Regions from separate parts of the Bos taurus genome. Here region 2 is linked to region 1. A link is a contact called in public Hi-C data. All regions are on one chromosome and are shown on one strand. Each heading gives the region's core, a stretch centred on a gene start, on an enhancer-like site or on the middle of the called end of the contact. The rest is flanking DNA. Distances are from core to core; before and after follow the strand shown.

The links. Hi-C and Micro-C count contacts between places; a contact is called where the count stands out from the background.
Region 2: a Hi-C map of skeletal muscle shows a contact between it and region 1, with 4 times the contacts expected there. The contact joins the enhancer-like site here to the promoter of XYLB in region 1. A contact is called at or near these places in 3 of 11 Hi-C or Micro-C datasets (blastocyst, skeletal muscle and an unstated tissue).

Annotation. Positions count from the first base shown.
Region 1 is chr22:11,774,225-11,779,506 of ARS-UCD2.0, reverse strand. It overlaps XYLB (xylulokinase), which reads right to left and starts at 2,499. Exons shown (of 18, transcript NM_001034483.1): 1 at 2,401-2,499; 2 at 1,085-1,167. The coding sequence starts at 2,457.
Region 2 is chr22:11,844,184-11,849,465 of ARS-UCD2.0, reverse strand. ACVR2B (activin A receptor type 2B) reads right to left here. Exons shown (of 11, transcript NM_174495.2): 2 at 90-297. Among named protein-coding and RNA genes, the nearest start is that of ACVR2B, 21 kb to the right of the region's middle. Within about 2 kb of position 2,450, at least 4 of the 102 cell types and tissues checked have an H3K27ac peak or open chromatin away from gene starts, as enhancers often do. A contact at or near this core is called in skeletal muscle, where this site is marked.

The DNA.
Region 1 (5,282 bases), core at 1,250-3,749:
CAAGACCAGCCAGAAGCCTCACCCTCATATCTCATAATAAATTCTGTACCAAGACCTGTCAATTTTACCATCCAGCTCTCTCTCTTGCAATCAATATCATTTCTCAGCCGGATGATCTTTGGAAAACCTCCTCAGTGGTTTCCCAACATGTACTTTGGCCACATCCTATCTGCTTTCCCACTGCAGCCAGAGAGATCTTTTTAAAAAACAAAAACAACCATCTCACACTGTCCCCTCCCCCAATCCCTACAGCCCTACAGTGGATGACCATAGTTTTTAAGATAAAGACAAACTCCATTCCATGGCATATATGGCCCAACCCAGCCTCTCTGCTCCCTAGTCACTCAGCCTTCTTCAGTTCCATGAACGAGCAGTGCTCCTTGCCACAGGGCCTTTGCACATGCTATTCTTTCTGCCTGGAAAGCTCTCTACCATCTATCACCTGGCTAACCCCACTCATCCAGATCCTGGCTTAAGCACTGCCTCCTTAGAAACATTCTCTAACCTACTCTTCCAAATTTAGATCACACTTCTTTACAATAAGTACTTAAAGAAGTGAGTTCCTTTCCGTCAATGGCCTTCTCTGAGTTTATAATAAAAAATTCTTTTTTTTTAATCAATCAGTCTTTGCCTAATATCAATCTTCCCCACTAAATGTGAAGAACTGAGAGAACAACAACCATGACTCTTTGCTTCACCATCAAATCCCAGCATGCAGCACAGTGCTTGATACAAAGTGCGTCTCAACTGATACCTACTACATATACGAAGCCACGTGCAGAATTCAGAAGGAATGCAGGAGAGTGCGTTCCAGGCACAAAATAAAGATGTTGAGTGATGTGTCAAGATCGCCCTTCTTGCAATTTGAGGAAACCAGAATAGTGTGGTTTATAAATATAAAAAGTTGGAATTCCTTGGCAGTCCAGTGGTTAGAATCCATGCTTGCACTGCAACGAGCACAGGTTCGATCCCTGGTCAAGGAACAACCATCCCACAAGTGGCATGCAGTGGGGCCAAAATAAAGGGTTTAGGGTGGACCCCAAAACCACCCCCCTACACACACACAGGCACTCTAGGTACATACCCAAATTCTACAAGGTCTCTGTCAAAATGCACACTGTCTTCATAGAAGACACTCAGCTCTGCATCAACAGCAACAACTTTTACCTGGAAGGTAAAATATTAAAAATAATGGATAGACTTTTCCTCAGCTTCTATACTAGACTGGTCCAAGGATATGAACATCACCAGGTGAAGCCCAGCCCTCTAGAAGTGGTTCAGCCTGGAGAACTCCTTGAGGCTGGGGTGCATCATGGCAATTATCCGGGTAAGAGGCCTCATCTGACGACATATCCAAAGACTTAGTAAAATGAAGAAGTGGAGGCTAAACAGAAACACCCCGAAACACTCAGGGAATTTCTGCCCTCCCAAACAGCCAAAGCCAAAATCCTCTAGAAGTAGATGTTCATAGATGAGCTGGTTCCTGTGCCAGGCAAGAAGGTCTGAGCAAGTCCTAGAGGAGAAGGAATGGGAGGCAGGGTTTGGAGATGTCTCTGGGGTGTCCACGCCTGCAGGGATCTAAGAGACCAGGCAAGGTCCCCGGTTTGTTCCCAAAGGCCATGATCAAGGACCAGAGATACATGTCCCAATAGAGCAGATTCCAAACTCAAGAGTACAACTCCTTTACTGGACAGATGGGGAAAGAGGCCTAAAAAGACAACCTGACTTATCCAAGGTCCCCCCAGGAGCTTCTGGTCAGGGATAGACCACAGCCTTGCTCCCCTGACCCATCTGTGGAGAGGCGTTTGTCTTTAACCGCGACCATGTCCTAAGTTAAGGAGAAGGAGCCCCTTGATACCCCAAACTGGAAAGCAAATCTTGACTCTGCTTGCCTGCGTGCCTGACTCGGGGAGCAGCACAGTCGGGCACGTTGACCTGGGCACGCTGGTGCCATCCAAGGGCTGTCACAGGCGGAACAAAGTTCAGGTGTACAACGTGCCCATTTCTTAAAAAAAAAAAAAAAAAGCTTCAAGCGGGATCTGGTTCCCGGTCACTGGCTCCGCCTGCGTGTCTCCCCGTCTGTCTGGCCCTCTGTTTAAAGCTGCTGAGTTCCTTCGGGTCCCTGGGAACCTGTGCTCAAGACGGCAGGCCAGCCTTTTGGGTTCCCCGGGCATTTCCCCGCCGCGTGCCCGCGGATCCCTTGAAGGAGTTGGGGTGGAGGGCCCCCTTTCTGGGAGAGCCGGGGTACAGGCCTGGCGGAGGTGCCGGGTCCCCGGGGAAGCCCAAGAGAGAAGCGCTCGCAGCGCGGCCCAGGGTTCGGGCGCCGGGGTCCCCGCCAGCCCGCCCGGGGTCGCGGAGGAAGCGGCCCCAACCAGCCCGTCCCGGGGCCCGCGCCGATACCTGCTGCGTGCTGAAGTCCCAGCCCAGGCAGCAGTGGCGAGCGGCGCGCTCGGCCATGGCCGCGGAGGATCCGGCGGCGCGCGGTTCCGTCAGTCCTTCCCGCGGCCGGACTGTCGCCGCGCTCCAACGCGCAGACACGCCGGGCCCGCCCCTCGCCCCGCCCGGCCCATCTCCCGGACCCGGGGCCCCCGCCGCCTTGCGCTCTGGCGCCACCTGCGGGTGAACGAGGTGGGGACGCGCCGCAGCTCGGCATCAGCCTGCTTTTAGCACCGGGGCGACCGACCAATCCCACCTCGCCCCGCTTCCCATCCAAATGTGCTCCCTGCGCAGACCCGGCCTTATCGCGGCCTGCCTTCCCTTGGAGGACGCCTGGACCAGAGGATTCATCCTTAGGCCGGCTTGTTGCTACCTGTCTCTCTGAGAGCCCGGAGCCTGGGACCTCCAAGTTCGTCTCTCTCAGGTACTGGAGCAGCTGTCCACTCATGGTGCTGAGTTAGGGGGCACAGGGAAATGGACCCAGGAACTGAATCAGCGATGTCGGCAGTGAAAGCGAGTCCCAATCCCTAGACCTCCAGGAAATTCCCTAGGCGTTAGTTTTGAAGTACTTTTAAAAATTCAGCACTGTTTTTTACAGTTTGTTGCTGCTGCTGCTAAGTCGCTTCAGTCGTGTCCGACTCTGTGCGACCCCATAGACGGCAGCCCACTAGGCTCCTCTGTCCCTGGGACTCTCCAGGCAAGAACACTGGAGTGGGTTGCTATTTCCTTCTCCAATGCATGAAAGTGAAAAGTGAAAGTGAAGTCGCTCAGTCGTGCCCGACTCTTAGCGACCCCATGGACTGCAGCCTACCAGGCTCCTCCGTCCATGGGATTTTCCAGGCGAGTACTGGAGTGGGTTGCCATTGCCTTCTCCGGGTTTTTACAGTTTACTCATAGTTATATGTATTTTCTGGTTCCCAAACTGCACCCAGGTGCTCTGGGAAGGTGCAGGGAACCCACAGGGGTGCAGCGGGGTATTTTTACTTTTGGAGGGAAAGACAGGGATACTCATCTCAACCTTTGTCAGTCTCTAAGGGCACTGGTAAGTAGTTGACTGTTGGCTACTGGGCAGTCAACGGTTCTAACACTGGATTTGCAAAGATCATATCTTTGCAACCCTATGTCATAGTGATCAGCAAATTGCGGTGATTAAGCAGTCATGGTGATAAACAAGTACTGCAGGAAAATTAAAGTGAAAAAATAAGGGCAGCGGTTTTCAGTCTGATTCTAATCTTTGAAGAGTTGTGCAACACTCAATGGGCACACACATCCCCTTAGTGAGTAGTTATGCTTAGTTAAGAAGGAAATGAAATTATTTTCTCTCCCTATTTATGTGCACTAATTTCTTCAAAGAGCTTTTAAGTTCTTAGGGCACAAGTACACATAAAGCCGTTTGGGTCTAACTATTGATACTTACTAAACAGAACCCTTAACCTGTTCTTTTAGCCAAGAAGCACATGGCAAAACTGAGATTCTGAGGGATGCCATGAAGGGCACAGTGTGTGGGGGCCCCTGATCCACTTGGTTGCTTGTAACAGCTCTATCGTGTTCATTAGTGTACTGACCCCAGGTTTTGCTACTCGAGCTGGCCCCGAGGGACACTGGGGTGGACTCCAGTTCCCCACTAATGCAAGTAGCACAGGTTGAAACATCCTCATCCATGGTTCTGTGGACCTCTGGGAGGGAATTTTTTTTCGGGGGGGGGGTGGGTAATATCCAAGAGTAGGGTTTATATTATGTGTGTATAACTCGTATCATCAGAGTGCTGGATTACTTCTGAGAATCGCTATACTGGTCTACACTCCCACCTGGAATGCCCAAGGGTACCTGAACTTCTCCATCCTATATATAGTACCTGGCATTTATATCCTTTTTGATTTTGCCAGTGTAATAGGTGAGGAGTGGTTTCTCATTATTGCTTTAATTTGCATTTCTCTCATTATTGATGAATTTGAGCTTCTCTTCATATACGCTCACCAGCCATTTAGGATTTCCCATTCCGTGAATCCCCTGCTTATTCCTTTTGCCCATTTTTCAAATTGAGAATTTTTGTCTTTTTTAAAGGATTTGCAGGAGGTTCTTATATTTCAAGATGTAAGTTCCCATTTGGTCTTAGGTCTTGCAAATATCTTCTCCCAATATGTCATTTATCTGCTAACTTGTCCATCTTGCCCTTCATGGACTGGAAAAATTAATTTTAATGTAATAAAATCTGTCAAATTTTCTCTGTATTGATTTTGTTTAAGAAGTGTTTCCCCACCTTCAAGCCACAAAGCTACTTTCTGACATTTTCTACAAAGATATTAGCGTACATTTTCTTCTCTTAGCAAGCTCTATGACCAACCTAGACAGCATATTAAAAAGCAGAGACATTACTTTGCCAACAAATGTCTGTCTAGTCAAAGCTACTGGTTTTTCCAGTAGTCATATATGGATGTGAGAGTTGGACTATAAAGAAAGCTGAGCACCAAAGAATTGATGCTTTTGAACTGTGGTGTTGGAGAAGACTCTTGAGAGTCCCTTGGGCTGCAAGGAGATCCAACCAGTCCATCCTAAAGGAGATCAGTCCTGAATATTCATTTGGAGGACTAATGTTGAAGCTGAAACTCCAATACTTTAGCCACCTGATATGAAGAACTCATTGGAAAAGACCCTGATGCTGGGAAAGATTGAAGGCAAGAGAGAAGAGGACAACAGTGGATGAGATGGCTGGACTACATCATCCACTCAATGGACATGAGTTTGAGGCAAGCTCCGGGAGTTGGTGATGGACAGGGAAGCCTGGTGTGCTGCAGTCCATGGGGTCACAAAGAGTCGAACATGACCGAGTGACTGAACTGAGCAAG
Region 2 (5,282 bases), core at 1,201-3,700, 70 kb before region 1:
CATCACTGGGGACCTCAAAACCCGGGAGGGCTGGGACCCGGCGACAGCCCGTGTGGACTCCAGACTCCCGGCCTCGGGGGTGCCGGCACCTGTCGTAGCAGTTGAAGTCGTCCAGCCAGCAGCCTTTCTTGACGAGCTCGATGGTGCCCGAGCTGTTGCGCCAGGAGGCGTAGCAGTGCAGCCGCTTGTCCCGCTCGCCCTCGCAGCGCTCCAGGCCGCTCTGGTTGGTGCGCTCCAGCTCCCAGTTGGCGTTGTAGTAGATGCACTCCCGTGTCTCGGCCTCCCCGCGCCCCGAACCTGTGCCCAGGAGGCAGCTGCTGCTGAACCGCCCCAGGCCCCTGGGCTGGAGGAGGGGCGGGCACAGACTGGCAGCCAGTGCACAGGGAGGGGCTCGGCCAACACCCGGAGCTCCGGGTGCCTCCCTGCGACCGCAGGCATGTCAGAATCACCGTGTGTGCTGGAGTGGGGCGGGAGGGTGATGCTAGACATGCCTATTCCTGGGCCCAGCCCAGACCCTGCCAACTGGAGTGGGGGCAGGATCTGTGTTTTAACCACCCCCTTTGTCCCAGGTGGTTTTCGTGCAAAACTCGGGGACCACTTTGGAGAAACTAGGAGCGCAGCTTCCTGCCCATGGCTCTGTCTTGTCTCAGCAGCTCTGCTAGCGAGAGGTGGGGCTGAGGGAATGGGATGGAAACACTGTGGCAGGGCCCATGCTGGTGCCAACGATGCCCACACCTCCCCCTCCCCCCGCCGACCTGCAGCAGCATTGGCAGCTGCATACTCTGCAAAGCCCCCAATCCAGAGGGCACACAGGACCCACTGCATCCATGGCAGCAAATCTAGTGGGGGTCCTCTGGTGACCTGTGGGCCGGACCCCCAAGCTGGGCTACAGACAGGTGCTGGGCACAACCCCACCCTCCTTCCCCCGACTGCAGCACACAACATTGCCAGGCTCTTGAATATGCTCGGCTTCCAGGCTTCACACAAGTTACTACCTCTGGCTGCAAGACGTTCCCCACTTTCTCCTTTAAATGTTGGCTCTTCTCTCTCCCTGGAGGCCAGGCCAATTACTCTCCACTTCCACAGGCCTTTGCACTTCCTCCATCACCTCATTTATCCCCTGTGACTAATTGCCTATTGCTGTTTAAAGGGTTTTTCCAGACATTCAAAAAGTATAAAAATAATGCAACCAAAGATAATCCCCCCAGAGACAATAACATAATAAACACTCATATAAGAAACAAAACATTACAAATGTGCTTGATGATTGCTTCCTAATCCTGTGGGCTTCCCCCACAGGACTGCAAAGCTGATGCTTTGACAGCAGAAACCTTAACTGTCTTGAGTGCTAGAACCAGGTCCAGACACAGGCTGGAAAGATGGGCAGAGGCACCGAAAGAAGGATGGACCAATAATCAGACAGAAGGACATAGTTCTCTCCTGGCTGGAGCTGGATTGTCAAGGGAGGGGAAAACGAGGGATGGCCTCAGCCTGCAGCCCAAGCCCTAAGGTCCATCTGCGCTCAGACAACAAGCCTCCGCGCCCCGTATAAAGCTGGGAGCCCGCCGAAAGAGAGAAGTCAGCACACAGCAGGAGTGTCCCAAGCTTGGCCCAGCTCTTCTCTCCAGGCTACTGACCAAGCAGGGACCCCTCTGGCCACTACTGTGAGCAGGACCCATGCGGACAGGGCTGGGAACTCCAAATCTCAAGGCTCCAGTTAAGACCCAGGGCTCAGGATGACCATGGACCCACACCTGACAAGATCCTCCTACACGTGCATGCATGCTAAGTCGCTCAGTCGTGTCTGACTCTTTGTGACCCCATGCACTGCAGCCCGCCAGGCTCCTCTGTCCATGGGATTCTCCAGGCAAGAATACTGGAGTGGGTTGCCGTGCCCTCCTCCAGGGGATCTTCCTGACCCAGGGATGGAACCCATGTCTCCAGCGCCTCCCGCACGGGCAGGCTGTCCCTTACCACTAGCGCCACCCGGCGAACCCCACACACCAACTGAAAAAAAGGGGCCTCGACCCCATTCAGGTCCTGGTTTGGACACCTCCTGGCAAGTGCCCCAACCACCTCGTGCCTGTGTTTCCCCACTCGGGTAAAGGGGATGCTAACGAACCCACTTCCTTGGCTGTCCCAAGAATGACTTGAGTTATTGCATTTTAAGTGAGAAAGATGCCTGGCACCATCACTGTTATATCAAAGTCAGACCCCTCCCCACTGCCAACGCCATTTCATCACAGCACAAGCCCCCCGCCCCGTCAGGCTGGGGGTGTGCACACCCACACCTGCAAGAGCTTTGTCCCCCAGGGGGACTCGGGGAGACCGGGAGGCTGCATGCCCCCCCACTCCCAGACTCTGCTGCCAGCTGGAGAGGAATCCCCCTCCTCCCTCCTCCCTGGCACTCCTGCACACACTCAGCTATTTATAGCCTCTGGCAACACTCCAACCACAAGGCCGCCTCCGCCTTTTAATAGACACAGGGCTCCTGCCCACGCTCATAGAGCCGGGGCCCCCTACACAGGAGGCTCCCCCAACCCCCGCCCATTCACCCATCCCAGCAGGAGAAGAAGCTGTGCCCGCACTTGCTGCCTCAGAGCCCAGAGGGGCACCTCCCCCGAAGACATGAGGGTAAGGGGTTCATTCTACCCCGAGCACCAGCCGACCTGAGCACTAGCCTCTCAAGGAAACAGGTATACAAGCAGCAGTGTCCCCAAGAGGTGGTCCTTATGTTCCAAGGAGTCTAAACCTCGGTGGGAAGACACCCCTGGTGCTCCCCAAGCCCCCAGTCCAGGCGAGACACGGAAACCCCAATCCTGGACACACAGAACCACACGCATATTCCACTCGGAACCCACGATCTGAAAGCAGGATGGACCTGAATAGATGGGCTCTGACACGCAAGGTCTGTTTCCCAGGCCAGCTGGCCTTGGATGTACCCAACTTGCACTTGGGGAGACAAGGGGGAAATCTAATGGGGAGACAGAGAGTGCTGGAGACCTGAGGCAGACCTTTGGGGGAGGGGGTGCAGCCGGAGCAGCCACGCCTCCCCTGGGGTCCCCCGAGCTCTGGGTCTAGGGAACATTCAGCTCAGCCAACAGCTCTCAGAGGTACCACAGACCCCAGCAGCCAGCCAGCCACTGCACTCTGCCCTTGGTTCCCGGGGCTCCCTGAACAGCCCCGCCTCCCTGTGGGCGCAGTCCCCCTACACTGTGGAGTGGTGAGAATGGGATGCCAGCCACCACCCACCCACCTCAGGCACCAGGTCACCACCCCCGCTCCCTGCAGGAGCCACCAAGCCAGAGAGGCGGCCAAGTGAGGCAAGCCCAGCTTTCTCCCACATTGTCCAGCCTCCAGGTCTGCGCAGAGAAGAGAGGCAGCCCCCACCCCGCCACACAAGCGCACACAGGGGTCAGGCTCCCTTCCCTGGAGGCTGTGCTCTGGGCTCCCCTCACCCTGCCCCGAGGAGGGACCTGCCCTTAGCCGAGCACCCGCTGTCACCGCAGGCTCCTCCAGAGCAGCCAAGGAGGGTCCTGAAGGTGGGGGCGCCCAGCGGCAATACCCGGATCTGAGTTTGTGACTCCGCCTCCCCCGGTCCACACAGGATGCTCTTCACCATCTTCCCCACGACCAGAGTAGGATGGCTGGTGTGTGCGGGATAAAGGGAACCTAAATGGAGGTGAGGAGGAGGGCTGGAGCACACACACACGTGTGCACGCACTGTGCAATGACACACACATACAAGAGGCAGGAAAGAATCCCAAACTGGACTACACCCATCTCTGAACTTCTCCCACATAAGAGAATAACTCTACCCAAGATGTTTATTAAGTGTCAAAACCAGGTTTTGAGCCCAAGGCTGCCTCGCTGTGGAGTACACACGCTCTTCACCTGCTCTTGACACCGCTACTCTCGGTGTTAGCGAACAGCTCACTGTACAGTCAGACCACCACCTCAGGGCCCACCCTCCTGTTGGACCTCGAGGGTCCCTGACAATGCTTGCTGCCGTGAGCCCTGCCGCCATGGGCCCCCCTGGGGTCCCCTGTGCGTTTTCTCATGAGCGGGTGTTCCTCTAGGGGGATACACCACGGGTTAGAGGTCAGAGAAGGGGGACACAGGGATGAGCATCTCCAACTCACAGGTCACGGTCACACTGTTCTCCCACGTGGATGTACTCTGTACGTGCCCAAGAGACTCCAGACCCACTGAGCCACCCCGAGCCCTGCGACGTGCTAACCGGAGCAGGGTGAAATCGGACGTCACGGTTCTGATCCCCATTTCCTAATCGCTTGTGAAAGTGGTCATGCGTGTGTGAGTCAGCTCCTTCTGAAAACTGCCTCTTCACATCCTTTCCCGTTTTCCCACTGGGCTGCTTCTCCTTTGGGTTATAGAAATTTTTTATATGTTCCAATAAAACTTTTCTTACTACAAAATAACCCCTTTCGTTTGTTTGCTCCTTGCCAGAAACCCTACTTTAATGTGACGCTAACACAGTTTTATGACATTTCTTGTAGTTAGTATTTTCCCAATTTATCTTTATCCAACTCGTACTTCAAATCTTTCTGTATCTCTTTTTATCCCAACTCAATCTAAAATTGTCTTTGCTCTAACATTGAATCCCGGGTCCAGGAAGATTCCACATGCTGCGGAGCACTAAGCCTTCGCAGCAGAACTACTGAAGCTACATGCTCTAGAGCCCGAGCTTCATGACAAGAGAGGCCACTGCAAGGAGAAGTGCACACACTGCAACCAGAGAGCAGACCCCACCCACCACAACTAGAGAAAGCCTGTGCACAGCAACGAGGACCCGGCACAGCCAAAACCCCCGACTCTAGTCCCATTACAAGTACCGCTATGAAAACTGGAGCTATCAAGGGAACATTTCATGCAAGGATGGGCACACTTAAAGGACAGAAATGGTAAGGATCTAACAGAAGCAGAAGAGATTAAGAAGAGGTGGCAAGAATACACAGAAGAATGATACAAAAAAAGGTCTTAATGACACAGATAACCACGGTGGTGTGATCACTCACCTACAGCCAGACATCTTTGAGGATGGGCCTTGGGAAATGTTAGTACAAACAAAGCTACTGGAGGTGATGAAATTCTAGCTGAGCTATTTCAAATCCTAAAAGAAGATGCTGTTAAAGTGCTGCACTCACTATGTCAGCAAAATTGGAAACCTCAGCAGTGGCCACAGGACACTCCAATCCCAAAGGGCAGTGCCAAAGAATGTTCAAGCTACCACATAACTGGGCTCATTTCACATGCTAGCAAGT